2 separate regions of the Mus musculus genome follow, and region 1 is linked to region 2. A link is a contact called in public HiChIP or PLAC-seq data. All regions are on one chromosome and are shown on one strand. The core of a region is the stretch at or near the end of the contact, and the rest is flanking DNA. Distances in the headings are between cores, read along the strand shown.

Region 1 (3,165 bases), core at 509-3,008, 70 kb after region 2:
TATACAAATGTTCTTCTCATTACGTTTAAGATCTTCACTTAGCTTTTCCTTTCTCTTCCCCTTCCCTCCCCTCCCCTCCCCTTTCCTCCCCTTCCCTTCCCTCCCTTTCCTCTCCCTTCCCCTCCCCTCCCCTCCCCTCCCTTCCCTTTCCTTTTGTTTGTGTCTGTGGTGTACACACCTGAACGTGTGCGTGAATATGTGTGCGTGTTCATGCTTAAACAGGCCAGAGGTTAACACTGGGCATGAGACAAGGCTTCTTACTGAAGCTGGATCTTGCTTCTTCAGCTAGACTGGCTGGTCAGAGAGGTCCTGGGATTTGCCTGCCTCCAATTCCTCAGAGCTGGAGTTACAGGCGCAAACCACCACGCTTGAGCTTTGTGTGGGTGCTGGGCATCCAAACTCTGGTCCCCATGCTTGCCCAGCCAGGGTTTGCACCCACCAGGCTGTCTCTTCACTCTGTATTTTATCTTTTTTTTTTTTTTTTGATGTTTATATTTCACGTGGATTGTAGTTTTTTCCTGATAGACTTCACTACACTGCTGAATCCAGTGATTTGTGTGGAAGATGCTAGGTTATTTCTTTGAAGATTTCCTGTGCCGAATTTTCCCCTTATGGATCACACGGCAAATGGATTGTAGGCTCTCTCCCATACCCCGTGTCTCAAACACTATCTACCGTGTTTTAATCACTGTATCCATTCAACTGCATTTTGGGTAACTCTCTCAAATCTTCCAGTCACAATGAACAGGTTAATATTCTGGAAGGGTGGTGCTCATCAGATCAGGAGGAAGAAAACTGGGGTCGTGTGCACACCAGTTCTTATGGGCTTCAGCCAGACGTGACTCGGCTCATCCACAAAGCTCTCCACAATGCCTGATCTATCTTCCAGGGAAGGTTTTCTCAACCTGTGGTCAAGACCCCTTTAGGGATCAACCAACCTTCAGGGGTTGCATATCAGATATCCCACATATCAGATATTTACATTATGATTCATTACAGTAGAAAATTACAGTTGTAAAATAGCAATGAAAATAATTTTATGGCTGGGGGTCACCACAACATGAGAAATCCTATTAAAGGAAGCAGCGTTAGTAAGGTTGAGAACCGCTGCTCCAGGAGGTGGAAAATAAGACAGGGGAGAGGAATTCAGAATACTGAGAAACCTCCTCTACCATGGTTATCACACCTACCGAGTCTCCCTCACCCCTGACCCCTTGTTTTGAGTTGTAGTTCTGTCATAACTGTTATTTGATCCTGTGTTTGCCATCTGCCTTTCCATGTCTCTGCTGATTTTAAAATTCTAATTACTTGACTATCTGGTATTCGTAAACACAATCTTATATTTGGTGGGTCTACTGATTTGTGTCCACGGTGGACTGTTCCATTGTGTATTTGCGCTGTGAACTCGTCTTCATCCAGGCCCTATGGAGGATTCTGTGTGTGCTGGTGCAGGGTGTGCCTCTCTGTAGCGGCTGACTGTGCTCCTGGAGATCTCCTCCCGATGTTCTTTCCAATTCCCCAGAGATTGCACCACTGTGGCTGTCATTCATGTACTTTCTCTATGAGGAAGGAGAGAGCATTTGTTCCTCCCAGGGTACAGGGGGAAAGAGGCAAGCTTCCACATTTGCTTTGCTGCTGGCTGGTGAGGGAGGCTTTTTATTCCCTGCAGAGATTCTACCTCAAGGCACAGTCCCTAGAAGGTCCTAGCCTTGCACACGGAGTTCATTGTCCACTCGGCGGGCACCAGGGCTCAAAGGTTGCTCTCAGCTAGTACTGAAAACGAACAGTTCCAGATAAGCAGGGCGGCTCTGGCTTCAGCAAGCCGCAGGGTCAGCGTGGTTTCAGTTCTCTTCTTGGTTCTGGCTGTTTCTTGTGGGCTCAGCTGTTCTTTTAGGTGCCTTGTTTTATTTTGTCCAGCAGGAAGTTTAAGCATTTTGGATAAAGGATTTTTAAGTTTTCTGGTCACCCCAAAAAGCAGAACCAGAAAAAATTCTCTATATGTGAAGAGTTCAAATACATTTCCAACCTTGTAGCTGGGATAATCAGAGAATTTACAAAATAAAAGGATAAATGTTTAACAAATGCACAGAAGGGCATCAAACTTTGAATCAAACAATTTATGAGATAAAACAATTTATGTCTATAAAATTATAAATATATTTCAGAAGAGAGAACAAGTTTGGCCATCAGTGTACTACAAATCTCAACCATTAGCATAACCCACTAAATGACCATGTCAATGAACTACTTGAAAATAGTTTATTTATAAATATTTACTTTCCTAATCTAGTAATGTTTTAATTTCATTAGCTTTTTAGTTAGTAAACAAAATAATACATTTTATTATAACCTTTTCACACATTATGTCATTCTACTAGGCTTATGTCTGCCCTCCTCACAGCCCTCCTGTCCCTTGCCCACTGGTCCCCTTTACCTCTACAAAGAGTCTCCCCTCTGTCAGCTAGTATTCATATTTCTAGAAGTTTGTTCAAGGGAAATAATCCAAAATGCAGATGATCAGCATGTTGCATGTTCCAAAAATGTGGTCTTTATGAGCAACTTATCTTTTAATCAGGGATATTTTATTTCACTATAAGTCTCAGTCATAGACAGACAGACTGCCAGAAGTCATGTAAAGGCTTTTTAAAAAATATGCTGTCCGGGACTGGAGAGATAGATTAGTGGTTAAGAAAACTGGCTGATCTTCCAGAGAACCTGGGTTCAATCCCCAGCACCCACATGGCGGCTCACAGCTGTCTGTAATTCCAGATTCGGGGGATTTGACACTGACGCACATGAAAAAAAAAAAAGATGTTGTTTGAGAATGGTCATAGCACAGCACACCTGCTCTATGTCTAGATTCACCAATGCTCGCCTCTCTGCAGCAGCCACAGTGGAGGAAGAGCTTGGAAAAACCAAAGTGGGACTAGATATCCCCAGCCCTTATTCTCTGGAGGATTTGGCTCTTGAAGCCCTTTGCTCTGGCTAGCACTTTCCCAGCCCCCAGACTGGGTCATGGGACTCTACAGAGCCCATCTCACCCAGGAGTCTGCTTATTGTATTTCCGGTGGGTGGGTGTGCTGTATGAACATGCTTGTGTGGCTATGTGTGGTATGTGAGGAGAATGTGCATATAGAAGCCAGAGTGTCTCCCTTTATTGCTCTC
Region 2 (3,292 bases), core at 773-3,272:
CAAGTGATTTCAAAAAAGGTTCAAAGGTTAGTAAAGGTGATATTTCAGCAAGTTATATATAGAACTGGAGTAGAGGCTTAAATGCGAAACTCTAAACTTGTAGAAGATATAACTCCTGTGCTCTTGGAGCAGGAAAAGATTGTACAGAAAGGGTCACTGCCAGAAACTGAACTTTAGCCTCACTGAAACAAAAACCTCTCCTTCAGAGACATTCTCCAGAGAAAGAAGACAGGCCATAGAAGGAGAGAACAAGTGTACAGTGAAATAATAAAATGGGCAGAGACTTGACTAGACTATCATTTAAGATGCACAGATGACAACTTGGCAGCCAGTAGTGGATGTAAGGGAGAGCCACAGAGACACTGCCCATGCCTGAGTACAAGGCTGGCTAGCATAGGCAAAGGCAGTGGACTCCTATGTGGTATTGGAGAGGGCACAAAAAAAAAAAGATGAGAAGGAGCCAAGCATGGTGGCACACATCTATAATCCCAAATTTGAGAGGCTGAGGCAGGAGGATTGTCACAAGATCCAGTTGAGACCTTCATGGTCTCTACACTGCTAGATCTTGTCTCAACAAACAAACAAACAAATAAACAAACAAATAATCAAACAAACAACCTTTTAAAAAAGTATGACTTCTTTTGGAAGTGAGCTGGCATTTTTTGAGAAACACCTGCTATATGACCTGGTCATCAGAGGTAGCCACCCAAGAAAAAGTCAAAATAGATGTCCATAAAACTACTTGTCCACAAACAGAGAAGCCTTTATCTGGCAATTATCTGCACTTAAGACATGGTTAAATCTCCAGCTGATCGCACTGATTGAAAGATGCTAGACAACAGAGAGAACACTCTGTGTGGTGCTGCTTTAAAGTCTAGCAAATCCAAAGTATTGTTGGCAAATGAAAGCAATTAATTGCTGCCTAAGAACCAGGCTTCAGGTGATTCTGGGACTGATGGGTTTGCTCTTCATGTTGTGACAGCTTTCATGAGTGTGCACATAAATTAAAGCATTTATATTTAGATACATGTAGCTTACTGAATGTCACTATAAAGTCTCCTAGATAGTCTATTATCTTGTAAGACTTTAAATAGCTGACCTAATATCCCTCCAGATTCCACAGTTGAGAATTTGGTTCCTTCACACACATATAGAGAATTATGGGGGCAAGGGGCATAAAAAACAAAAAACAAAAAAAAACCCCAAACAAACCCGATTCTAGATCCAAATCAGGCATCAAGACTCTTAAAGTCCATGTGTCAAAGCCCTGCTGCATCCCCACACTTCACTGAGCTAGGGGGCAGCACAGCAGAGGACTACTCAGAGGACTAGAGAGCAAAGCTCTCATGGTTGTGTTTCCAGTTGTTTAGTTACAGTCCCAGCTGACCTGTGCTATCTCCAAGGGCAGCGGATAACTTACCATTTATCAATGCACTTCTGACAGAAGCTGTGAGCACAGGGCAGGATGAGGTCAGCTCGCCCGTCCATGCAGATACAACACTCCTCCTCATCAGTCAGCTGCTTCACCCTGAGTGTGACGACAACGGAGCTGGACAATGGCAGTCTCTGTGCACTTGCTTCCTACTTTGTCTCACTGCCTTACAAAGCACCAGCAAACACCCACAGTATAAATCACACAATGACTAATGTGCAGAGCAAAGCCAGACCAAAATGACCATCTTTTGGGCATAGCAAATCTATTAGGGAAGAAACACTGATGTTAAGTTTCTAAAGACTATAAAAGATAAACCCTGTACAGGTTAAAGAAAACTAAATCTGAACAAAAACTGCAAACTCAAGTCTTTCCGAAATAACTCAGTCCATTTTAGGCATACTGAATTTACAGGAAATCAACCAGTATATAATGTACTTGCCATAAGGGACACATGGATGCCTCTTCCTCAGGGCCTTACAGTGGCCCTGCAGTATTGGAGAGAAATGGCAGGAGTGGCCTAAGTATCAGACTCCAGAGAAAACACAGAAGGGCTGGAGCACAGCTCCAACTTAGGGAGCTTGGAGAGAGAGCCTTCGCTGACTCGCTGACACTGGCTTGGAGCCAGCGCCACAGGAGCCCTGCTCATTTGCTCATGGAGTTTAGTCAATTCCAACTCCAGCAGCTCAGCTTAAAATATCCATTTCCTTCTGCTCTCAAAACCAACTTCTCCCTCAATTAAATGATTTAAAAATTGCATACAGCTGTTCCATGGTTAGTCACTCCATAGGTTAGCTTTTTTAATGTAATGTTTCCAAAAGTGATTTTCAATGTTTTATTCTTTGAGCTTTCCCGTTGTTTAAAACTGAATGTTTCAAAGTATAGTCCCACTCTCCTTAAGGGTAGGAGCTGTGTCTCATATAATTTCCATTCCCTGCTATAATTACAGCACAGCATGAAAGTCGGCAATAGCACTTGGAACTTGTTGACCTGAAATAAATAAGTGTCAAATGTACAGCACGAACAGTATGTGCCAAGTCAAGTAAGTACTTTAGGAAACGTGAGAGGAAAAAAAAATCACAGGACTTTGACAGATCATAAAGTAAGTCATGGAGGCATAAAAGAAAACATGAAACCTGTGTGTGTGTGTGTGTGTGTGTGTGTGTGTGTGTATGCATGTGTGCATTTGTGTGCATGTGCGTGTGTAAGGCTGCATGATGCTCATGAGTTAAACCGAGAGGAAAAGACTGATTATATAGCAAAGACAATCTGATTTTTTAATGTCAAAATACTAACTCTGAACTTGCTCTAACAGACAAACTCGAGGCAGCATGAGCTCCTGCTGATACAGGACTTCAGAAGTTAACTGAGTGGAGAGCAAGGGCAGTTGACAGTGAGGGAAACCAGGTAGAACCTCGTCTCACAGTGCTCCTGAGGCAGCTGGGGCTGGATTAAGGAGCATTACTACGGACATACCATTAAGGTCAGGTAACAGATTCATGTTTGCTTCTGTTGTGGAGAAAAGCATGCCCATTGAATTGAAATAGTGAAATGGGTGAAAACCTACATGCATATGGCTCTGATATGTGTGCTCACACATACATTTGTGTATCCACACATATACACAATACATCAGTCACATATAAATAAACATATCAACACCTATATACATATCTAACATTTTAATGCCTTTTCAGATCCACTGACTTAGCATTTCTGCTTTGGGGCTTCAAATTTTCACCTGAGGGTGTCAGGGACAGAAAATACAACAGACTCCCCAAAGAGTGACAGAGTGTTCTGACAGGAAAGTTTCAGAGTTGGGAGCAGATGACTATATAAAAACAGCACTGTAGCCCGAGA

Evidence for each region. HiChIP or PLAC-seq counts read pairs in DNA pulled down with a chosen protein or histone mark.
Region 1: a contact with region 2 is called in an H3K4me3 HiChIP or PLAC-seq map of bone marrow-derived macrophages, with 4 times the contacts expected there. The contact joins two enhancer-like sites. A contact is called at or near these places in 9 of 484 Hi-C or Micro-C datasets (bone marrow-derived macrophages, cerebral cortex, embryonic stem cells and 4 more), 9 of 115 datasets of contacts at active chromatin or transcription factors (the HPC-7 cell line, bone marrow-derived macrophages, cardiomyocytes and 5 more) and 2 of 9 other capture datasets (adipose tissue and liver).

The regions. Positions count from the first base shown.
Region 1 is chr7:110,890,088-110,893,252 of GRCm38.p6, forward strand. The region is part of intron 15 of Mrvi1 (MRV integration site 1); the gene reads right to left. Among named protein-coding and RNA genes, the nearest start is that of Gm16336, 13 kb to the right of the region's middle. Within about 2 kb of position 1,759, at least 56 of the 459 cell types and tissues checked have an H3K27ac peak or open chromatin away from gene starts, as enhancers often do. A contact at or near this core is called in adipose tissue, bone marrow-derived macrophages and cerebral cortex, where this site is marked.
Region 2 is chr7:110,819,834-110,823,125 of GRCm38.p6, forward strand. Rnf141 (ring finger protein 141) reads right to left here. Exons shown (of 6, transcript NM_025999.3): 5 at 1,421-1,528. Among named protein-coding and RNA genes, the nearest start is that of Rnf141, 23 kb to the right of the region's middle. Within about 2 kb of position 2,023, at least 81 of the 459 cell types and tissues checked have an H3K27ac peak or open chromatin away from gene starts, as enhancers often do. A contact at or near this core is called in adipose tissue, bone marrow-derived macrophages and cerebral cortex, where this site is marked.